2 separate regions of the Mus musculus genome follow, and region 1 is linked to region 2. The links are chromatin contacts, called in public HiChIP or PLAC-seq maps. All regions are on one chromosome and are shown on one strand. The core of a region is the stretch at or near the end of the contact, and the rest is flanking DNA. Distances in the headings are between cores, read along the strand shown. Region 1 holds the start of 1110019D14Rik (RIKEN cDNA 1110019D14 gene). Region 2 holds the start of 1700016P04Rik (RIKEN cDNA 1700016P04 gene).

What was found. HiChIP or PLAC-seq counts read pairs in DNA pulled down with a chosen protein or histone mark.
Region 1: an H3K4me3 HiChIP or PLAC-seq map of embryonic stem cells shows a contact between it and region 2, with 5 times the contacts expected there. The contact joins the promoter of 1110019D14Rik here to the promoter of 1700016P04Rik in region 2. A contact is called at or near these places in 1 of 39 promoter capture datasets (liver) and 3 of 115 datasets of contacts at active chromatin or transcription factors (all in embryonic stem cells).

What each region holds. Positions count from the first base shown.
Region 1 is chr6:13,870,093-13,875,947 of GRCm38.p6, reverse strand. It overlaps 1110019D14Rik (RIKEN cDNA 1110019D14 gene), which reads right to left and starts at 4,379. Exons shown (of 3, transcript NR_045995.1): 1 at 4,321-4,379. 2610001J05Rik (RIKEN cDNA 2610001J05 gene) reads left to right here and starts at 4,430. Exons shown (of 3, transcript NM_001352887.1): 1 at 4,430-4,509; 2 at 4,802-4,892; 3 at 5,208-5,855. The coding sequence starts at 5,237. The coding sequence ends at 5,416.
Region 2 is chr6:13,410,772-13,417,161 of GRCm38.p6, reverse strand. It overlaps 1700016P04Rik (RIKEN cDNA 1700016P04 gene), which reads right to left and starts at 3,825. Exons shown (of 2, transcript NR_038149.1): 1 at 3,612-3,825; 2 at 1,166-1,380.

The DNA of each region.
Region 1 (5,855 bases), core at 3,130-5,629, 460 kb before region 2:
TTGTTGTTAATAATAATACTTTAAAACTGACTATACTCAGGCATTTCATATGTCACCTCATTTAAGCTGCATTGCCATTCCGATGAATTGGTTATATCCTCATTATCAATAAGAGAGTTCAATATTGAAGTTTTGTGTCACTGCTATTCAAATAGTTATCAAGAAGACCACAAAATGAAAATGCTTGTGAGGAAACACAACAGGGGAGCTCCTATACTCTGTTAATGAGGTGAATTAGTATAGCCATTATGGAAAACAGTATGGGGGGACTTTAAAACTTGAAAACAAAACTATCATGTAGCTCAACAATCGAACTAATGAGTTCATAGTCAAAATAAATAAAAGCACTACCATTCATATATTTTTATATATATATATATATATATATATATATATATATATATATATATATATATATATATAATGTGCCCTCATTAGGTGTATATATAAATATGTATCAATAAAAATTTAAATCATAGTAAGAAGCTAGATAATTTGTGTTTCTAGATAAATGAGAGAGGTGAGTTTTGTGACAAGTAGTGATGGTCTTCAAAGTCTATCAGTTCATTATTGTAGATAAAATGCTATATAATCTCTCACCTCAAGAAACTATCAGTTTCTCTCACATAGGCGTTCTGAATTAGGAACCCATGAATTTAAATAAAATTTAAGTCTGCCACTGTTATTGATGGAGATGCCCTCTCTTCCTTGACAACATAAGGTTATAAATGTAACTGTATCCTAGTTTCACTTCCTGTTGCTATGATAAAATGCTCATAATTACTCAAAAGCAACTTGGGATCAAAGGAGTTTATTTCAGCTCACACTTCCAGGTTATAGTTCATTGTTCAGGGAAATCAAGCTAGTAAGAACCTGAAGCAGCTACTCAAATTCACGTTCAAGAGGAAGGAGAGTGTGTGAATGAATGGGTGCTTGTCAATGCTAAACTTGCTTTCTTCTTATCATTCACTTCAAGCCCATACCATAAAATAGTGGGAGCACACATTTAGAGCAAAAATTCTCATTTCTAACCAAGTTAAGAATATCTCTCAGAGGCATGCCCACAGACAACCTAATTTGGACAACCTCTCACTGAGAATCCCTTGCCAGGTGAATGTTGATTGCATCATGTTGCCAACTTGATTCCCACCTTACCATAATTCATTGATGAGATAGGACCACATCCTCCAGGAATCTAGATGACACCTGGATCTACATACAAAATGACTGTCTTAGTAAGGTTTTTACTGCTGTGATCAAACAACATGACCAAAGCAACTCTTATAAGGACATTAAATTGGGGCAGGCTTACAGGTTCAGAAGTTCAGTCCATTATCATCAATAAAGGAGCAAGGCAGCATCCAGGCAGGCATGGTGCAAGAGGAGCTGAGAGTTCAACATCAATGACTATTTAGCTTTCATATCCTCTATAAAATAATACTACAAGAGGAATTTAGGGTCAGCAGGTACTGAAGTTTGTTCATTTGTTCTATTTTGACCAACTGCATAGTTGTAGAAAATGTAACATCCTATCTGGTTACTCTAATGATTAATTATCCTAACACAATGTTCTCACTGTCAAATATCCATTATTGATGAGAAATACTGACTAGCTCTGGGTTAGTCCTTTTTAATTGTGAAATTTAACTAACATATTTCCACTCACTTGGTTTGGCTCAACTGCTAATGAGGAAGTCTGGGTTTTATGAATTCCCTGACACCCACGATTCACTGCAAAATTCTCCTGTAGGCACATTGTGCCTCCTCTGATAGATCCCAGAGGTGCCTTCCCTTCCGGGCCCATTGGTGACTCATTTCTAATGGTTATAAAATCAGCACAAACCACTTCTTCTTTCTTTAATATTGTTTCTTAGTAATGGCTGATTGGGAAATTTACTTTCAACTGCTGAGATCAGTGGCTTCCACAGTATTCTTTGTCCCTATCACTGGCTAACAGGAGTCTTTATTTTAGTGGAAATGCCATTAACTTAGATTTCTGAATTGAGAAACTAAATTCTGGATTCTGTATCTCAAAATGTTTAGTGTAGTCATCTAGGTGGCCTCAATGAATATATTTTACAAATCTGGGCAGAGAAAATAAGTATAAAGCATTATATTTAGGATCTTGTTTTAGATTCAATTGCATCTTATACTCTCACAGAAGTCTTATTATTAATAAGAAAGATTTTTATATTTTATTATAGGAAAAATTTTTGATAATCAACTTTGAATGAAGATTCAAAATAACATATTAAGCATCTTCATAAATTTGTCCAAAAGCAAACTTCTTGCTTGTAAGATACTTTGTACTATGAACAGAAAAAGTAACAACAGTAATACCATCCTGTATTGTACTACCCTTATTCATTCATTTACAAGATATCTACTAAGTATCTAGCATACAGGGTACTGTTCTACTAGGTGAAAAATCAACCATGAACGAGATGAAAATATTTCTACCTCACATAGAATTTCTACTTGAATGTGTTTATCTACATAATATAATAGTAGAGTGTGTTAATTTTGTGTTTTTGTTTTAACTAAGATGGAAAGGGAAGCTTGAACAAAGCTCTAAACCCTGGATGATGCTAAGAATAACTATGACAAATCTGTCGGAAAGTATTACTGGCAGAGAAAACAGCAAGAGCAAAATGTCAATAGAGGAAAACAAATTAGCTTTTGTATTAAACAGTCGAGCATTAAATGTGCATGGAATGGAAAGAGTATGTGAGTGGTGGAACCCCCTCAGAGGTAAGGAGAGTAGTTCTGAGATTTGCATCTTGACAAGTAACCTGAAAGTTTGTCTAGTATGGTGGAACCGTTGTTTTAAAGTAAAGGAATAAATTACTATTAAAAGAAAAACAGACTAGTTAGAATAGAATGAGGAAAAAATAGAATTATAATAGCCTCTAACCTAAAAGTGCTGTTGTAAAAGCATTTCCTTGGATTTCCAATACGGAGAGAACCTAATTAGCAAAATGCAACAGATTTCAGTTTAAAACTATATTTGAGCCCAAAATATCCCTACACCAATTTGTACCACGGTTTTACAGATAGACCAAGTCATTAGTTAATTTCTAACTACAATAATTGAAAAGATGAACATTTTTACCATGCATAGACTCTGCAAACTTAAAGCTTAAGCAAGACACTTTACAGACTCAGGAACAGAAAAGTGTACAAGCACTAACTTTAGTCTGCAGACTTCCACTAGCTGAAACAAATACATAAGGAAAAATAAAACCTCCCAAATGAAAACACTGGAATGTAGGAGGATATTTTGGAAGTCATAAAAGCAAGAGGTCCTATTCCAAAACTAATTGATAGGAAAGATACAAAGCCAAAAGCAACATAAGACAAGTGCAATTAGAGTGAATTTGTTAAAATAATTAACTTTAGAAAAACAACACTGTCAATCTATCAGACACAACTTGCTTTAATGTGTTCACCACCTCTGTGAAGCTCCTGTAAAATCTTGGCACATTTATTTCATCAAATTATTGTTCCTAGCTAATGTCGCTGAAGTTCCTGCCAAACGTCTTTTGGGAAGCAGAAGTATAAATCATTACCGTCAGAGAGATACAACTGTGTTTAAAAGGAGAACCAACAACACAAGAATACAAGCTGATTATAGACACTCAACTGAGTGTGCCCACAGTATTCGCATGATTTTTATCAGGACAAGTCCGGGCACCTCTAACTCAGCACCGTGAGTAACTTACAATGAGAAGATGACAAATTGTCAGTAAGTATGAAAGTGCTCGGGCCAGAAGGAACATTTAGTATGGATATCCCAGGTAACAAGACTTCAAGAACTTTTCAAAGTTAATGCTTACAGATGCATGTGAATAATACTTATAATGGTTTTGAGTACTAAACTTGGCATCTTAAAATATTGGGAGGCTGTGGAGAGTGAACATTCTGAAAAAGACAAGAATTCGAATCGGAAAAGATCTGTGTATAGGGCTGAAACCATATTTTCTAAACCTGATTTGCACCACAAATGATTCAATATTTTCCAAACTTTCTGATTAAATGTGCTTATTTTCCCCGTTAGTTTTAAAAAATTAGCAAATGTCATTAGGCACATTTGGAAAATGATAACGGGGATTTTCTGCTGCAGAAATGTTGGAAGGCCCCAGGTTTGAAACATTCCCAAACAGATGGCTTCCCTCAGCTACCCTCTCCCACGGTTACTTCCTTATTTCAGAGTACTAACAAGACATATTCATGCGGCTAGAATTCCTTTACAGGGCAGAAAACACGTATTGTTGTTTCGTTAGTCCTACGAATTCACTAAACCTTTTCTTGAACACTCACCCTCTCTTTAACAGTAAAACCAGAGGGCAAACTTGTGAAACCCGAACAACAAGCAGCCTGTGGTCTATCCCTCAGTCAGGGATCCCAGAGCGCGCTGTGCATGACGGGAGTAGGCAGCAGGGCTTGTGGGAAATGTAGTCTGGCGACACCGCCCTGCTCTCCATTCCTGTAATGGCTGCTTTCGGTCCGGTAAGGTACAAACTCCGCTCCCGGGGATTCCAGGATTGATTCTCCTAGTGTACTTGCACAACCCAACAAATTTGCACCCTCCCAGGGCGAAGGAATTCCAGATCTTTATGTTAGATCTTGGGATGAATTTGCTTCTCGGCTTGGTTTCATTTAGCAATCTGTGTGTGAGAACTAACTTTAAATCTAGTAGTCTCTTTTTGAAGGAACTGTTAGGGAGTGTTTTCTGTACTCGTTACCAATTTCTGTCCTTGCTGTTCGTTTCTCACTGACTCTAGCTTCCTCTTTAAAATAGGCTGTGTCACGAGTAACCTCTTAGCCTCAGCATCCGGAAGTTCCAAAGAGAATATTTCACGTTGGGTAGAATTACTTATACCCTTGTTTCGGTAAGTCTTATTAATTCCTTACAACTTCACAGAGTCACGTGTTGTGTTGAATTTTCTAGATAAGAGACATGCTAATAAAATGTGACTTTTACCTGTTAGGGTATTTTATTTGGCAAGTATCTTATGCATTTTTCCCTCTCTTTTCTAATGATAACCTAAAATGACTGTCTTTAGTTTTGTCATCTTAAACTGACATCTGAAATGATTCACAAATTCCAGTCTAAAAGATTGTTTTATATTAATATTGTCATTCAAAAAAAAAAAAATAAGGCTTTTTTTTTTAACAGTTTCTTTTGTTCGGTGTTTAACTTCTAGGCAAGTTCAGCCCTCCAGATCCTAGCATCATGAATTCAGTTTCAACGCAATTGATCTTAGTCCTCGCTTCGCTGCTTTTGATCCTGCCTGTTGTTGAAGCAGTGGAAGCTGGAGACGCGATTGCACTCTTATTAGGTGTGGTTCTCAGCATTACCGGCATCTGTGCTTGCTTGGGGATATACGCAAGAAAGCGAAATGGACAGATGTGACTCTGAAGGACTCTTCTGAATTAGACTGCACCCTGACCAGTGTGCTGAAAACCATTGTTCTGTTGAGGCCGACCCCAAGATTTGATCTCTCCCGTTCTCAGCAAGAGGGTTACAGTTAGCTGAGAGTTAACACTCTCAGTTAAGAGATGCTTTCACGTTCATACTTGTTTCTTCTACAATGGGGGCAGATGGGAGTGGAGGGCAGATGGGAGTGGAGGGCGGCTCTTAACAACAAAGAGTGCACTAATAATGTGGCCCATAACTTGTATTTGCTGCTTGGGAAGGGGCCAAAGTGAGAGGGCTTAAGTTTGCAAAAGTATTATTTCATACTTTCAAGTTGTCAGAGCACATGGAATTGGAAGATGGAAGTATTTGTTCAGAATCTAGTAAATCTATATTGTTATAATCACTGCCTCTTGCATTCTGGGGATCTCTCTCT
Region 2 (6,390 bases), core at 2,576-5,075:
TGAATTCTTAACATGTCTTTCTCTATACATGTTCCACTAGTGGTATTACCACTGCTAGGCTGCCCTGAGCCCTAGTAATAGTATAAGACAGGAGAGTTTTGTGGACATAAATTGGTGGGAAATTCTTTGTATACATAGGGCCCTGAATTCATCCCCAGCTGCTCGATAAATAAACAAGAGCTGCCATTGTTTTCATTGTTTTACCTTGTTATTCTTTCTGCCTGCATCCCTTGCATAATTCAGAAACTTTCTTTTTCCCTCTGGAAATCACCTGAACTGGAGATTCAGGTGAGTACCTGTTTAAGCCTTCCCCTTTTTCTTGGGGTCTCCTGGGCTCCCCAGCTCTCCATCTAAGCTCTGCACATGCCTGTGATCTTTTCCAAAAATTTCATTAGTTTGGAGACTGAGTGCTGACTAGTTGACATATACATTGGCCCGAAGTTATTCATGTCAACAAACAAACAAACAAACAAACAAAAACAACGCCCCCCCCCAAACCAAAACTTCACTGTCCTGCAACTAGCTTCCTATTTGAAGATGCAAAACCTTCCCGATGAAAATCCTACCTTTTTTGAGCAAGGTAGAGTGTACAATCATGTGGTATCTGAAGAAAATAAAGTGAGCAGTGGTATTCATTTCAGAGGAAAGCTGGGGGTTATGCTACCGGACTTCAGTTAGCAGGGATAGCTATTGTAGGCACTGGAACAATGCCAGGGATGGGGCTCAGGGGTACGTTCCTTCAGAAGATCTTTTCTGCCTTGTGTGGCTTGTTAGAGAAGGAATTGCAGGACGTGAAGCAAGTATTGCTGTGTAACTCAAAAGGATTATAACAACAAAGCCTATTAGAAAGCTAAGTTAATTTTATCTGCATCTGAAAATCTTGGAGTGAAAAATGACTATTCCCATTGCCCTGGTCTCTCTAGCTCCTGCACACACCACAGACTGTAGTTTTCTTCTCTAATATCCCCTTTCCCATTCCCCCTGCCCCAAATCTCCCCAGCACCACAAGCAGGGAAGTCTTTGGTTTCTCAACAATTTCTCGACCTGTTGAAATTAAAGAAACCATGGAGGTTCTCGGTTTGTCATTGGTATTCCTGGATAAACCTTTCTCTAAACTGTCAATAAATACATGTGTATGTCACTTAGGCAATAAAGGACAGAAAAATATATTTCCTAATTTAATGCATCAAAGGAGGTGATCCTCTTGCATTCCTTGTACCCAATTTCTTTAGGTCTGTTGCTGAGGAGTTTGACTAAGACGTAAGACACACAGCCCCACTTTCTGAACATCAGAGCAGTCTCCATTTGTATTCTCCGAACTACACAGCGTTTGATTTTTACAGTCCAGGGTACTGTTGACTTCGGGAATATCTTCACTTCCTAAAATCAAACATAAACAACAACATTCTTGGAAAATATTTGGTCACAAAGTTTTAGCAGTGGTTTCAAAATAAAGTTCTATGGGAAATAAGAATTTATCACAGTGACAACACAGTTGTTAAAGTGACATGAACACATGTTTAAAAAGCCAGTGACATGGTTTGTAGTTTGATTTGGTGTAGAGAATTAATGGCCTGCTTGTAAACTGAATAAGCCCAGCATCACTGGGTAAGCATGCATGGTCATCACTGAACATTCAGAGCTGAACATGATACCATGTTGAAAGTTCTGTCATTCTAGGTAGGTGAGGGTCACTGTACATAAAGCTCAGGTATCTTTCTGAGAAAGTGGCTTGAAATCCATAGCCAGGGCTTCTATGTTTTCCTTTCATATACTTCAATCAGAGACTATTTTGAGATGTTGAATCACCACCACTCTAAGTTCATTTATGTATCTTAATTTGTGTGTGTGTGTGTGTGTGTGTGTTTGTATGTGCATCATGTGTTGCAGCACTTGAAGAGGCCAGAAGAAGGTTTTGAAGTTACAAGTGGTTGTGAATTGTTCAATGGAAGTTCTCTATATGAGCTGTATTCAGAGCTGTATTCAAGTCTTCTGGAAGAGCAGGAAAGAAGTACTCTTCAATGTGGAGCCGCCGCATCTAGTCCATCATTACCCTTTGAAGTTACTGTTTTCTAAGTCTGCTTTTTGGTTTGAGTCTTCTTGATAATTCTTCCCTTCCAAAAATATTATTTTATGTAGTTTTCAAACTCTCTTGTATATCTAGGCATAGAAGAGAGAAAGAAGGAAAAAGAGAGACACACAAAGAGAGACATAAAGAGACAAGAAGTATGAAGATGAGGAGGAGGAAAGAAGAAAAGACTAGAAAAGGAAAAGCTGGAATGGATGACTTCTGAATTGCCTTTCCCCTCCACTAACACAGAGCCTTTTATTTTCACCATCACAAACAGGGCACAAGACACCCAAGAGACAGAGAAAGGACAGAGGTAGAAGGATCTTGACAGTAGTTGTGCATTCATATAACTTGAAATGTCTGTGTTTTTTGGAAAGTTCTGCCATGTTTATCCATAGCTACAGCATCTTCATATCTGTGCTAGGTTATTAACACCTGGGCATCTCCTTGTCACCACAGAGTTGTCATTCCTGAAAACTGGCTCATCTCCTAAGTCACTTAGGAGCCTGTTCACTCATGTGCCCCCACTCACACTTGCCTCTTCTCACTAAGACATCACTCTTTAAAGCATTTGAATATCACATACCTCCATTTCTTCCTTTCTGTTCTTAATCTTATCAAACATTTATTACTTCTTGGGGACTTGATGCTTTAAGACTTAATAAGTTCAGAGTCATTTTTTTCAAATAGCTTTTTAATTTTGTTGGGTATATTTTATTTTTGATAATTTTATATCTGAATATATTTATCATTTTCCCTTCCTCTCTCCTCCCTTCAATTCTTCCTTTGCCCTCTCATAATTCTCAAATTCATAGTATCTAACTTCTTAACTATTATTGTTACAGGTGTCTCTATACATTATCTATCTATATATACACATAAGTCATGAATAATAATAGTAATAATAATAATAATAACAACAATAATAATAATGAATCATGTTCCATCTGGCTGAAGATATTCTGAAATGAAAGGAGAAATTACTGAGTGTATAGACTGTAAGAGGGGCACTATCAGGCTGGGGATGGCTCAGTGGTTAAAGGCCTATACTGCTCATGATGAAGAGAATCTGAGTCTGACTCCTAGCACCTACAACTGGAGGTTCACAAAGGCCTTGGGACTCCTGCTCCAGGGACTTAGCACCCTCTGCTGGTCTCTTCAGGCACTCATGCTTGTAGCAACCCTGCTTTCCACAAGACACATATGCATACAATATTTTAAAATTAACATCTTTTAAAAAAGAGGCACTAACACCAAACCAAAACAAATATAAAGGAAATAAGTTCCTAATTCCCTTCCTTGTAAATATATAAATCTACCCCTAGAACTGAGATGAGAATGTTTGTATGAAGGAAAAAGTTCTTCAGATTCTACTCCACTTTCAAGTAGCTACTTGTATAGAAATGAACTCATCCATTTCGTAATTCTTTCGAACCAAATATGCATTGAGAATATACTGAGACACATTGCTGGTTATGAACACATTACTTCACACATTGTTCTCACTAGCTAATACTCTTGTCTATTATGAAGGTCTTACCTGAGTTTAACAACAGGCCCAGAAAGAGAAACATTAAGATACAGTAATGAATCTTCATTGCAAAGCAGTGTGGAAACAGCTAAGCATGCCACAGGATGAACAGCTCTGTGGAGACGATGTTTGAAGAATCAGAATTGCTGTATATAGTGATATCTGTGGATGAGCAAGATCTTACATGCTATGGTCTTACTTTCCTGGGCCATCCACTCCGACCGCTGCCCTGCACCCAGCCTGCTGGTTTTGATCATATTGTGACACAGACAAGCCCTTATTGCATCATCACAGCATATCTTGTTTATTCCTCTCCCTCTACAGTCTCAGGGACCACCCACAGGGATCACACTTTGGCCTCTTATCCCTTCACAGAAATCTAACTTAAGATCTCCATTGGAGAAGTACAGGCCCACATCTTTTTTACTTTCCACATGGGCTGAGTGCCAATTCCTATTGTATATTTTCCTTTCCTCAATTGGACATCCTGTTCACCAGCGTAAATGCCTGAACAAATCCATGTGATCATTTGACAAACCTAAGTTATGACAGCCTCCAGCTCAGATCTTCTCCACCCCCCAGTCTAAGTATTACAAAGAGTTCTGAAAAACATCATGTGATTATGCTTTTTCTATTTTTACCTGGTCATCTTGGGCATTTTCCATTAAATGTAAATTCCCCAAAGAAAGGGATTCCATACTACCAAATCTTAAAGCCCAGCACAGGGTTCTACATGGTAAATGCTCATAGAAACTTCTAGACTGGAAAAGCTCACTTCTCACTTTTCTCACTTAATCTCAATATTCTTTTTCTTTTATTTACTCCTTTTACTCCGCAGGAGCTGTTCATATCAGAATAAGAAGCTGCTGGCCCTCCCCTTCAAACACATACTAAAATTTCCTCATCTTTCATGAAAAAAGTCACTAGTATGTTATTTCATGTCCACTTCTATCAGCACTAGAATGTAATTCTCTTTGTTTGAAAAAAAAAAAAAAGGTCTTGGTAAGCTGGTTCAGCTGGTCTACAACTCCCAGACTCAAATGCTCCCTCTAACACAGTCTCTGCAGTACCCGTACTGCAGGCCTTCTTTGCCTTTTGTTGTACAAGTTTTATTTCCTCCCTCAAAAGTCATCAACTTTCTGAGTTCTTGTTGGTCGGTCATTTTTGTCATTTCCTTCCATCAAAAACACCACAATATCATGTTTCTCTCCAAACTTCATGTGGTTAGCAAATAGTTTCAGTGAAGATAGGGAACGGAAAACAAAAACAAACCAGTAAACGCTCTTTAATGCTGTTTTCTTTGAAAGCCCAAAACCATCTTAAATGGGAAGCAAGTATAAGAAACACTCTATTTTCTCTGGACTCTGTGATGGTAGATTCCCCACCCTTCATTCTGCTGTGTCCACTTTAAAGATTTTCTAGTAGTAGTAGTAAAAGTCTAGAGATCCTAGGGTTTATGCCCATGAAAAAGAAGTTTACTGGTACTCTGGATCCAAGTGAGCATTCCTCTTTGTAGGTATGCCTTTTACCCTAGATTTCTCCCACTATGGGTCTCAACTCCATTCTCCTCCTTAAAGATGTCACCCAAATCCTCAGATTATAGATACCTATAAAGGTATAAGAACCACACAGAATACCAAATAGATAGGACCAGAAAAGAAAGTTCTTTGACCACATAATAATCAAAACACTAAATGTATAGAATGAAGAAAAACCCTAAAAGCTGCAAAGGAAAAGGCCAAGTGACATTTAAAGACAGACCTACCAGAATAACACCAGACTTCTCAGCGGAGACTCTGAAAGCCTGAAAGATCTTATAGATGTATGGCAAACTCTAAGAAATCACAGATGCCAGCCCTAGAATACCATACCTAACATAATGTAAAATCACCACAGGTTGAGAAAAATAAGATATTCCATGATAAAGTCAAATTTAACAATACCCACCTATAAAACCAGCCCTAAAGAAATTGTTAGAAGGAAAACTCTAACTTAAGGAGGTTAGCTACCAAAAATTAAGGAAATACATAATGTTAACACTAGAACATTTTTTAAAAAGTGAAGAATATGTGTACATACATGACCACCATTATCACCATTACAACCATCATCACCACCACCAACAACAACATAACAGGAACCAATAATCATTTGTCATTGGTATCTTTCAATATCAGTAGTCTTAATTCCCCCCCAAAAAGACAAAGAAAATGGATATGAAAACAGGATTCATCCTTGTACTGTATCCAACAAACACATCTCAACATCAAGGATAAACATTTCCTCATAGTAAAGGGTTGAAAAGAGATATTCCAAGCAAATGGAGCTAAGAAGCAAGTGGGTATAGCCATTTTAATATCTAACAAATTAGGCTTTAAACAAAAACTAGTCAAAAGAGATAGGGAAGGATACTACATACACATCAAAGGAAAAAATCCACTAACATGACATTTCAATTCTTAATATGTATACCCCAAACACAAGGCCCTACCCAATTTATAAAAGAAACACTTCTATAGTTTAAAATCACATATTGACACTCATATACTGATAACAAAAGACTTCAATAACTTACCCATTTGTCCATTACCCAATAATGGAGAAAAAATAATAAACACAGATAATACTAACGCTAACAGGCATTATAAATCAAATGGATCTAACAGATATCAACAGAATATTTCACCTAAAATGAAAAGAACATAGCATGTTTTTCAGCATCTCATAGAAATGTTTTCAAAAATAGCGACAGACTTGAACACAAATCAAGTCTCAACAAATACAAAAA